3 separate regions of the Mus musculus genome follow, and regions 1 and 3 are each linked to region 2. The links are chromatin contacts, called in public promoter capture Hi-C maps. All regions are on one chromosome and are shown on one strand. The core of a region is the stretch at or near the end of the contact, and the rest is flanking DNA. Distances in the headings are between cores, read along the strand shown.

Region 1 (3,689 bases), core at 32-2,531, 5.3 Mb after region 2:
CCTTTTCTTTGGGGGAGTTCTGGAAGCTTGTCTATGAGCCTCCCTGCTGCCACCACCTCTCATCCCTCCATGCTCTCAAACAAAAAGCTGTGATTAGCACTATACACACACTCCTGGCTTGCTGGTGATTACTCAAACCCACTGCCCCCTGACATGTCTGTATGCCCATTCCTATCCAAAGGAAAATTCCAGTAAGTTAGGGTCAGTAAGTTTGGCAAACTCTTGTCCTGAGTGGTCTCTGGGTGGGAATCTCTGGGCTTGGGAGAGATTAGCATTCCCTTGAATGCTAGGGAAAAAGGCACCTTTAACACAGGACAGAAGAACTTACCTCTAACACTTGTCCTTTGGTACCAGGCATAGTGTCAGGTCATATCTCTCTCTCTCTCTCTCTCTCTCACACACACACACACACACACACACACACACACACACACACTGCTGTGCTGAGGGAAGACAGTTAAGTAAAATGTACAGCCAAAAGGGACCCCCATCCCTGCACGCCAGGGAGTCCTCAGAAGTTCGGAACCCAGCTTCTTCTGAAACCCACTAAATCCCGTAAGAGCAAGACAGACACTGAGACTAAAGGAGGCCTACCAAGACAACCCAGATATCCACCTCAGCCACCCAAGTGGCCAGCCATTTCAAGTAAGTTCCAGTAACCACACGCCCCGACACCTGTCCGCAGACTCCCCTAACACTTCAGAGCCAACACAGGCTCCTGCGAGGCCCTGCTGGTCTTCACAGTCTATGACCATGACCATCCGCCGCCATCCAAAGAATATCAGGACTGGCAGACTTATCCCAATCATTCCCCCAGGAATTCCCTGCCTCATTCATTCATTCATTCATTCATTCATTCATTCATTCATTCATTCACTAATGCTTATGATGTGCCCAAATCATTCCCACGCAGTGAGAACAGAGGCTCTTCTGAAACATTAGGTGCCTTTCCCATGATCACCCTGCTGGTTATGGTCTTCTAACGGGTGCTCTTCTCAACATCTCACGTCACAGCCCAAGAGGACTCAGCTCAAGAGGATGGGGGAGAAGGTGCAGCACATCCCCCATTCAACCCTACCAGTCTTTTGAGACTTCCTTTCCAGCCGTCGTCCCGTCCTCACTCCCAGAACTTCCTGTCTTCCCCAGACTCTTAGAGAAAGCTCCACCTTTCCCTCTCAGAGCCCCAAACCACTTCAGGACTCAAGAACTACAGCTACCCAGACCCTCACCATCGTTGCGGCCGCTTCAGCTGCAGGCACCTCCACCGGCTCCGCCGGAGCTGACGCGTTACCATAGCAACCCAAGAACTAGCACTCAGCGATTTAGACCCGCCCTCGCCCCGCCCAATTCCTGGAGCAGTCACGAGGTAGTTTAGAAGCAGGAACCCCTCCCTCAACCTTTTCCCGCCCTAGAGTAGCTGGAACCAGGCTCTTGAAGGTTGCGCCCTTTGGATACGCCCATCATGTCCACTTTGGCTTTTAACCCAGTTCAAGCCAGGTTCAGACTTTAAAGGGTCTACTTTCCATGGGTCCCGGAGGGCTCAACTATCAAGACCCCAAGAGCTAAGCCGAGGATCCTGGTTTTACCCTCACAGACCCTTCCACCCTAGGTTACCATGGTTACCGCTACCGGGTTCCGGGAGGATTCAAACCAAACCTGATGAGAGTTCAGGCTGCTGAGAGGCAAGCAGCATTAAACCAAACACATTCCACAGTAGGAAGGAGTCTGACTAGACCAAAGAACACTTCTAGCCCTGAAGATGCGTATGCGGTCTCACAAGCTTAGATCTGAGGGACTTAACTGAAAATACAAGGAGTCTAAGACAGGAAGTTCAAAACCAACCTGGGCAGCTTAGCAATGTATTTCACTAAATAAATAAACAAACTCAAAATGTAAGTCCTACCCTAAACAAAGTCAAAATCCATGGCAGGAAGTTAGGGGAACCTGGCTTTTAACACGTCTCCTGGGAATAATTTCAGGATTTAAGATTTTTCACAGTTTCACCTTGGTCCCTTGTACCTTAGTAAGATCTACAGGACAGGGCTGAGCAGTCCTTGAATCCTGCACATCCCACACCCCACAAAACCTCCTACCAACCAGGGATTGCTTTTCTTTCTCAGATGTTTATTTTCTGAGCTCTTGGTCTCTCCAGACCCCCAAGTCTCCCTCCAAACTTGTCTTAGAGAACCTTACTCCAACCTAAGTGTGGAAAACTGTTGACAAACCCTAGTAGTAGGTAGTAGAGGAAGGGAGACAATCTTCTGCCACCACCGCCACCACCGCCACCACCACCGATTATTCTGCTGCCATCGCTGCTGCTTAATCCAAAAAGCTGTGCAGCTCATTTCCAGGATTCCTCAACTCTTATCTCCTTGGGAATCCAATTACTAGCCACACCTCTCTTAGGCAGTTATTAGCCCCCACACCAAACAGCAAAGTAAGGCCAAAAAGAGGGCACTGCAAAACAAAGGATGTGTTCTTCCTGCCACACCGCAGGAACAGTTAAAGGCAGGGAGAGGAGGGTGACAAGTGAGCCATCAGGAAATCGATCCCCAGTGTTCTGCCTGAAGGTATCTCCCAGTTAGGAGTGCCTCGTTCCAGGCTGCTGTTTGGTGTGAGCCACTGTGAGGCTCATAGCAAAGCCCTGAGCAATATGTCTGCTTAGTCATGTATTTGTGCAATGTAAGTTGATTTAAAGAAACATTTATTCTGGATTTAGTGATACATGCTGGTGTGGTTTCCATCACTCGCGCACTCGCACATACAGTTATGACTCTTCCAGGCTAGGAAAACTTCCTGAAACTCTCCTTACACCAGGCGACTAAATCAACTCATCGGACATCCAGGCGGCAACCTATCAGCCATTTTCTCCATATAGTTGGGCTGTGGTATCTGCTGCCTAACGGATCTGGAAATGGAGGGAAAATGCGGTTGGGAATGAACAAAGCCAGAAGCCAGTCTGTGAAAAAGTATTCCCCTAACTGCTGGTGCTGTAAAGCTGTAAGTGGACGTGGGGAGATGATTCATTGGATAAAATACTGTCCACGCAAGCCAGAAGACCAGAGTTCGGAACCCACAAGCCCACATAAATGCCTGATGGGTGGGGCAGATATGACAGTCCCTCCAGTGATTCCCTAGAAACAGAGTCAAGGTCAAGGTCCCAGAGCAGTCTGGCTTCCTAGATTAATGGAATCAGCAAGCTCTGGGTTCAGGTGAGAGATCTTGCTTCAGTGTGTAAGGTAGAGAACAATTGAAAGAGGAACCCAGCACCAACCCCAGTCTCCACATGCATGCATGCACATCATGCAATGAACACATATGTAAGCACACATACATACACATGCATGTATACACATGCAATGAACACATATGTAAGCACACATATATACACATGCATGCACACCACACCATGCATACACATACAAAAAATAGAAAACAAGACATTAAGTGAGGATTCCATTTTTAATCAATGCTTAGTAAAAACTGAAGTTCTCTGTGTTCAGAAAAAGACACAACAATTTAGCATACATAGTTATATACATGTCTAAAGTCCAATCAGAGAACAGCTGCCCCCATGGCACCCAAATCAGTTCACCACTCGTATTTCTCCTTTCTTTTCTCTTTGAATCACTAAGTCTTCCCGTTTTAAAACTATCTGAGCCCTGTGTATTAGCTTTCCAGTGCTGCTA
Region 2 (3,845 bases), core at 1,265-3,764:
AGGGGCTGCTTGGCCCCTTCTCTCTCTCTTACCCTTTTGCTCTCTTGCTTCTCTCTTGTCCCTTGTGCCCCTTCTCTCCAATTCCCTCCCCCTCCTCTCTCCACGTGGCTATGACCGGCCACTACGTCTCTACTCTCTCCTTCTCTCTGCCTCTCTCTGCCTCTACTACCCTCTTAAAACCCCCCCCCCCATGCCCTGAATAAACTCTATTCTATACTATAGTGGTGTGTGTCTGGTTCCTCAGGGGGAAGGGATGCCTCCACCTGGGCCCACTGAATAACCCCCTTCCTCCACACCCTGCCAGAACATATTCTTATAGCTCTTTCTCTTTTTTATGGTCACAACAAGGGGAATGTTGATAGGTTTCCTCTTTTGGCCCTCAAATTGGCCTTAGCAAGGACTCCCAAATGAGTAGTCAAGCATGTGGGATGATTAAGAAGTACTCTGGATGGCCAGGCACTATCAGGCTCTAGAGACTTGTGGCAAGAATCCAGAAAAACAAATGACCTCAGTTCTCTATTGCTGACTCCTGTGGTTTCAAGGCAGTTGGCATGGTTTAACCAAAGTGGAGAGACTTTTAAAATGGCTACCAAGGGGGGGGGGGGGAGAAGTCAGGACCAGGAGAACAGAAGTAGTAGATCACCGTTCATGTCCCAACTGGTGATCTTGATTCACTGTGTTACCTGTGCTCAGAGGTCTTAGTATAGCATAGATTCTCCGTACTTAATGATAAGACCAGTACTGGTACAGTAAGTACTCCTATTATAATCACACCTGAAACCCTGCCCACCATAGAATTCAAGCAGAGACTGGTCTGATTAGTATATGAGTAGGAGAACTATGCAATGTAAAACTGGACTTTATAGATGCTCGGTGATCAGGACACTGGGAGACAGCACACAGGATATGATTCTATGCCATATGGATTTGTTTGTAATGGTGAGTATTAAATCCTAGGTCTTACATGTGCTAGCAAGCAATGAGCTACATTCTTTATTATTAGTCTTTTTTCAAAGCAATTATTTCCTTTACCAAAATTTAATGTCACAGTTTGGGTTGCAGTGAGAACATTAGATCAGGGCTGGAGAGGCAGCTCAGTAGTTAGGAGCACGTGCTGCTCTTCCAGAGCATCTGGATTCCCTCTTTAGCACCTGTTGTCTCAGTGGTTCTCAACTTTCCTAATGCTGTGACCCTTTAATACAGTTCCTCAGGTTGTGGTTGCCCCATCCCCCAACTATACAATTACTTCACTGCTATTTTATAACTGTAATTTTGCTATTGTTGTGAATCATAATGTAAATACCTAACAGATATGACATCTGATATGCAGTCCCTGTGAAAGGGTTGATTGACTCCCTAAGGGGGTCTCAACTCATAGGTTGAGAACAGCTGTATTTTCAGATGTCTCACGACCACCTGTTGCTCTGACTCCCAGGGATCTGAGGCCCTCTGCTGGCCTTCAGACAGACAGACAGACACACAACATGGTATGTGACCTCTCACACACAAATAATATAAATAAGTAAATAAATACATAGATAAACCCACATTAGATAGACAATAGGCACACTCTGTAATCAGTTACAATTAAAACACTGAGAAGCACCTAGGCTTACTCAATCTGCAAACTGTCCAAAGTACCATTTTAACGCCCATGAGAGGAACTGATAAGCTATTTAAGAGTTCGAAGGTCTGGGGGGCGAATAACTCAGTGGTACAGTATTCGCATCAAATTACAAGGTTCTGAATTTGATCTCCAACACTTCAACAGAGAAAAAATGGGAGAAGAGAAATTGTTTTGTAGAACGAACGTATTTTACAAAATATTGTAAACTTTAAGGTTGTGGGGATCAAATAACCCAGGTACATTCGGATATGACATAGGCAATTGACTCATCTTTGTGCCCCAGATACTGTAAAAATGGGAAGAGTTAGGATGCTATCTCTAGATTTCATTTTTACTGCTTTTAGTTTGCACTTTTAGTCCCTTTTCAGTTCTAAATTTATTCGGCTCCACTCCAGCCTCCACATATTTTTAAATCCCAGTTTACATTTTGTAAGGGTATTTCATTCTTTAAGATACCCAAGTGTTTAGACACAGAAAACCAAATTGGCTTTTAGAGACCGAAACCAGCCAACCCTGACACTGTGGTGCCATGCCTTGGCCATCTCACAGAGCATTGCATGCTGGGAATTGTAGTTCCACACTCTTTCACCCCCTTCCCTACCGCGAGTTTGAAAGGCCAGAGGCTGGTGGGCGGGCACAGAGGGCGGAACTCTCCGTTAGCCCCGCCCCCTGGCCTCCGCTCTCGCGCGGTTCTCCCCGGAGCAGCGCGCCAAGCCGGGGATGGGGTGTGGCCTCCGCCCTGGGGTGGCGGCAGTTGAGGCCGTGGCGCCTGCGGGCCGCGCAGAGGCTTCGGCCTGCGCCAAGTGTGGTCCCGCCCTGAGCGGGCGGGCGGCGGAGCGCGGGGCGGGGCCTGGAGAGAGGGTGGCGGCCCTCGGGGCGGGGGCGGGGCCGGCCTCTGGCTCCTTCTTCCTCCGCATGTGGCTGGTGGCGGCGCAGCAGTTGGGTTCACGTTCCGTTCTCCTGCCCCGTCTCCTTAAGGCTCTTCTGCCCTGCCGGGAGCCATGTCGATCTCCGAGAGCAGCCCGGCGGCCACCTCCCTGCCCAACGGCGACTGTGGCCGCCCCAGGGCGCGGTCCGGAGGGAACCGGGTGACTGTGGTGCTGGGAGCGCAGTGGGGCGACGAGGGCAAAGGGAAGGTGGTGGATCTACTGGCGCAGGACGCCGACATCGTGTGCCGCTGCCAGGTGAGGGAAGCCGGGCCCTTTCTGGGACGGCCGGCGCGGTGAGGTGTCACCTTGAGGTGCGTCCCTCGGGCTGGGAGCTGCGGGGAACCCCTGCCCTGGAGTCTCCGGTGACGCTCCGGGTGACTCTGGAGGAACCTGGAAGATGCGCGATGTTGGAGCTGCATTTCGGGGTCTGGGGACTGGGCTGGCGGTGCGCCGCGGGCAGAGTTGAGGGAGCTTCCGCCCGAGGCCTGCTCGGGACTCTGGCTAGACCCGGCCAGGCCCACCCGCCGGCGCGGACTAGGAAGGGTCCTTTTCCCCAATTTCCCTGAAATCGAGATTCAGCACTGCATTACCTACAGGCTTAGGCACGCAGAACCTCGCCTCCATCGGTCCACTTTGTTGATAGCAGAATCCGCTACGGGGCGATGAGACTGTTTGGGGCCCTCCGGTGCTTTTGTTTGTTTTTTGTTTTTAACTCGTATTTCATAGACTACTATTAAGGGGAGATCTGTTTTTATTACTCACCGGTCCTTAAGGAATCCCCAGTAAGTTGAAAAGTGAGTGTGAGGCAACTAAATACGGAGATTTCAAGTCGGATAATTTAGAAATGTTTACAATGCTTCGGTAATATAAAAAGTTGACTTTCAGGAAATCCAGTGTTTCCTACCCGGAGACACGTGGGTTTTAGTGTTAGTTTTTTTTTTTTTTTTTTTTTTTTTTCTTATTAGTCATTTGCTTTGAAGCAGCCTAGAGGGTAGGCCTTTGAAAAAGGCTCTCAGAAAACTATCATCCCCGTTTCAGAATTCAAAATAAATGAGCAGTTCCCACATTCAAAACAAGGTGCAGTGTTGGAAGTTAATGGTGGCGTATTTAGATTGTAAGAATTTTTTTCTCCCTGAAGGTACATGGTTTTGTGTGGGGGTGCCTTGTGGTCTAGGCTAATCGTGGAAAGCTTTTTTACCTAAAATTGAAACGTATGAAGAAACCGGCCTGTAAAAGGCCAGGTGCTTTGACTTGGGTCATCTTTTTACTGTGTGTGGAGCCCTATTGCT
Region 3 (3,871 bases), core at 534-3,033, 8.3 Mb after region 2:
GTCTATTTACTCAAAATATGTTTTTAGATGGTAACAAATTCAAATAAATTGAAGTTATATATCTTTTCTATCAAAAAATAGAATATATTAAGTTTTATTCTTTTTTTGTTTCCAGAGTCTCCTTATATATAACTCTGGCTGGTTTGGAACTCACCATGAAGATCAGGCTAATACTATCTAGACCAGGCTTGGCCTCAAACTCGTAGAGATCTGCCTGCCTCTCCCTGTGGAGTACTGACATTAGAGGCAAGCACAACCATGGTTTGAAGAGTACATTACTTTTAAAATTTTTCTGAGAAATCCTTGTCAGCTCCCTTGAAATACTGTTAACACCACGGGCTCTCATAAAGTCAACACTGGAAATTTACTAGAACATAAAATTTGAATTAATAAAAACACTGAGCAAGTATTTTCATGATATTAAATATGTTTGACTGATGATTCAGAATGGTGTTTATATAAACTACATTAAAATAATATAACTTCATGTACACGTTGAGGAAAGTATTTTAAGGGGTTAAAGCACAATGCCAGGTCTGTGGTTCCTTGTATTTATTTAGAGTTCACCACAAACAGCGAATGTTAGGTATTTTACAGTTTCAGACTAGTACTGCATAAAGTATTTCAAATGTATAGCTCAATTTCCAAAATCTTTCCTAAAGATGAACGTGACTGAAGAGGCAAACAGATTAACAAGAATGATTAGAGAGAAATAAAATGCAGACAACTACTTGAATTCAATGCTATTTTTCTTCTTAAGCCAGGACTGTAAACATGTACTTTAAAGCCCATAAATTTAGAAAAAAAAAATTTTTAATCCAGAACATTGTGTCCGATGTTTATCTCTGTAGTTTTGATTACTGGAAAGAAATGGAATGAAATTCTCAGTAATGTTAAAATCAATGCAGCAGCGCCGCCCAGTGAATAAACCGGATATAAAGCTACGTTGCCAGAATTCTCCATGTTAAATTGTACTGTATTTTCAGTGTAGCCATGTTCCATCTACTTATATGAAACTATGTTCTATAATATTGGCTCAAGAATATAACAATTAAAATCTTACCTATTTATTAAAAAAATCAAGTAGTAAAGGTACTCAAAGGATATTAAAACACCCGTGAATAGAGAGTTCTGTATATTCTTTGTTACCTGTAATGTCAGTAAGCCACAGAAATGGCTCACCGATGAGATGAACTAGTGGTTTTGCTCATGTTTGGCAAGTGTAGAATCATATTCCAGTACGTTTATGCTTCTAGATTTATTATCCTATATTGAGTCCTCAAAGTGAGTAAATTAAAGATTTAAATTGGACGTCCTTAACAATGTCTATCCATCCATTCGCTGCCCCGCCCTCAAGCTTTCATGGACCTAAGGAGAAATGATGTGTACAAATATCCAGTGAGGTCAAAATTTGACCCCATCAATGCTTATCAAACAGTAAGACTGTTACTACTACTCCTGGATTCTCTATAATGCCTTTGATTAATTTGGGAACAACACATCCTCTATTGCCTGTTACTCTCTGAGCCTAAGAGAAGGGGCTAGAAACCGTCTGTCTGCCTGCTCGCTATCAGGTACGCTGAAGGCAAAGTTCCAGTCTGGGACAACCCGGTAAACACATCCCGGAACTCCTCCCCCTAACTGCTGCGCTTCCTGGTCTGGCGGAATCGCGGTTCCGGCTAGAAACTATAACCCTGAAGAATGATTCCGCTGATCTGGAGCCTGGCTCGCTGCGCAACTCGTCAAGTCCCACCCACCGTGGGTCTTCTGAGCCTTCTCGGCATCCGTCGCGAAGGAAGCGCGCTGTGCGGAAAGGGGCCGGCCTCACAAAAAAAGGCGGCCGGTTTGAAAAATGACAACGGTCAGCGGCTTTCGGTTGGACGCTCGGTTTTTAACTGTTTTTCCGTGAGCTGCTAGGCCTCCAGGTGAGTTTGAGCGGGTGAGCGTTGGAGGGCCGGGTGCAAGGCCAAGGATCGGGGCATCTGGGTTTACTAACTTGTGTGTTGATTTGACAGGCTCATCTATCCCAGGTTGGTCTCGAACCCCTATATTCCTGAGACTAGCCTTTTTTTATTTATTTATTTAACTTTATTTGTAATTCAATTTTTTTACACTTCATATTCCATTCCCCGCCCCTCCCCATCCACCCTCCGACTGATCCACATCCCAAACTCCTCCCCTCCCCACCCTGTCTCCACATGGATGCCCCCACCCCACCTGATCTCTAAACTCCCTGGGGCCTCCACTCTCTTGAGGGTTAGGTGTATCATCTCTGAATGAACACAGACCCGGCAGTCCTCTATGTGTGTTGGGGGCCTCATATCTGCTGGTGTATGCTGTCTGTTTGGTGGTCCAGTGTTTGAGAGATCTCAGGGATCCAGATTAATTGAGATTGCTAGTCCCCTTACAGGATCGTCCTCCTCAGCTTCTTTCAGCCATCCCTAATTCAACAACAGGGATCAGCTGCTTCTGTCCATTGGTTGGGTGCAAATATCTGCATCTGACTCTTTCAGCTGCTTGTTGGGTCTTTCGGAGGGCAGTCATGTTAGATCCCTTTTTGTGAGCGCTTCATAGCCTCAGTAGTAGTGTCAGGCCTTGGGACTGCCCCTTGAGCTGGATCCCACTTTGGGCCTGTCACTGGACCTTCTTTTTCACAGGCTCCTCTCCATTTCCATCCCTGGAATTCTTTCAGAGAGAAACAATTATGGGTCAGAGGTGTGACAGTGGGATGGCAACCCCATCCCTCACTTGATGTCCTGTCTTTCTGCTGGAGGTGGGCTCTATAAGTTCCCTCTCCCTACTGCCGGGCATTTCATCAAAGGTCCCTTCCTATGAGTCCTGGGAGTCTCTCACCTCCCATCTCTCAAGTGCTGACTTTACGGGCATGAGCCACAAGAATGGCGTCAGTGTGACTTGTTTGAATGCTTGCCAATTTTTTATGTATCTCCATTGCGCCACCATCTCTGGATTAAACCAAGAACCATTTATCAAAAGGCGAAAATATCATAATCCAAAAGTCAGGGAGCTGAATGTACCTGGATCTACGTGGGTGTAACACAAAGCCTTCCCCGTATTTTCCAGGAATGCTTTATCTAGTTCCTCAGAATTGGGAGTTGCTTGCTTAAGTTTGCATTGCAAAGCCAGTTGTATATAATGTAAGTTATGTTGTGCTTAGCACTGAAGTGTTACATATAACGGAGAAATGGGAGCTCCTAGAGGTAATTGTCCTATTTGAACTAAAATGTCAGAGAGCTGTTTTACTGTATATAAAGTATATAGTATCTTTATAGTTAGATGGCCTCTTTCTCTGTATACGCAACACACACACACACACACACACACACAGGAGTTGGAACTGAAATTGCACTATTAAAATGAACACAATTTGCTTCTGAGAAGAGAGCATTATTACTTCTAAGTGCAGTTGTGAGCCTCTGGGTAGCTTTACGTTGGGAAATTGATCCTCAGAAATTCTCAGGCAGGTGTAACACAACATTGGACACTTAGGAGAAGACTTGGAAGGCATTAACTTGGACCAGAAAGAGCATGAGATTATTAAAGGCTTTGGCAACTTCAGTGGGAAAGGCTGGGATTTGTGTGGTAGGTAAGCCCTTTGTACGTTTGTAAGGGTTTGATGGTTTATAAGAATTACCCTGACAGTAGTGTATATCACATCAGCAGAGAGGGGTGTGTGATTATGATTTTATACCCACGTTTTCTGTTATTAATCTATCTCTAATCTAGGTGTGGCTTGTTTTTTTTCTCAAGTAACCCCTTATGTTCTTATAAACAATTTCAAAAACTGAGATGCAGATGAAAAATATTGAATGCTTAATTCAATTTTTTTGCCTCTGAAAGCTTGATGGTTTCA

What was found. Promoter capture Hi-C pulls out the DNA fragments that hold promoters and counts their contacts.
Region 1: a contact with region 2 is called in a promoter capture Hi-C map of pre-B cells. The contact joins the promoter of Cfap45 here to the promoter of Adss in region 2. A contact is called at or near these places in 1 of 39 promoter capture datasets (pre-B cells) and 1 of 484 Hi-C or Micro-C datasets (B cells).
Region 3: a contact with region 2 is called in a promoter capture Hi-C map of pre-B cells, with 6 times the contacts expected there. The contact joins the promoter of Nuf2 here to the promoter of Adss in region 2. A contact is called at or near these places in 1 of 39 promoter capture datasets (pre-B cells) and 3 of 484 Hi-C or Micro-C datasets (CD4 T cells and CD8 T cells).

What each region holds. Positions count from the first base shown.
Region 1 is chr1:172,518,722-172,522,410 of GRCm38.p6, reverse strand. Cfap45 (cilia and flagella associated protein 45) reads right to left here and starts at 1,281. Exons shown (of 12, transcript NM_027972.1): 1 at 1,230-1,281. The coding sequence starts at 1,232. Gm37125 (a long non-coding RNA gene) reads right to left here. Exons shown (of 3, transcript XR_865740.1): 3 at 3,426-3,689.
Region 2 is chr1:177,795,178-177,799,022 of GRCm38.p6, reverse strand. It overlaps Adss (adenylosuccinate synthetase, non muscle), which reads left to right and starts at 2,514. Exons shown (of 13, transcript NM_007422.3): 1 at 2,514-2,811. The coding sequence starts at 2,629.
Region 3 is chr1:169,529,376-169,533,246 of GRCm38.p6, reverse strand. Nuf2 (NUF2, NDC80 kinetochore complex component) reads left to right here and starts at 1,783. Exons shown (of 15, transcript NM_001355159.1): 1 at 1,783-1,925. Gm34624 (a long non-coding RNA gene) reads right to left here and starts at 1,670. Exons shown (of 3, transcript XR_373698.2): 1 at 1,150-1,670.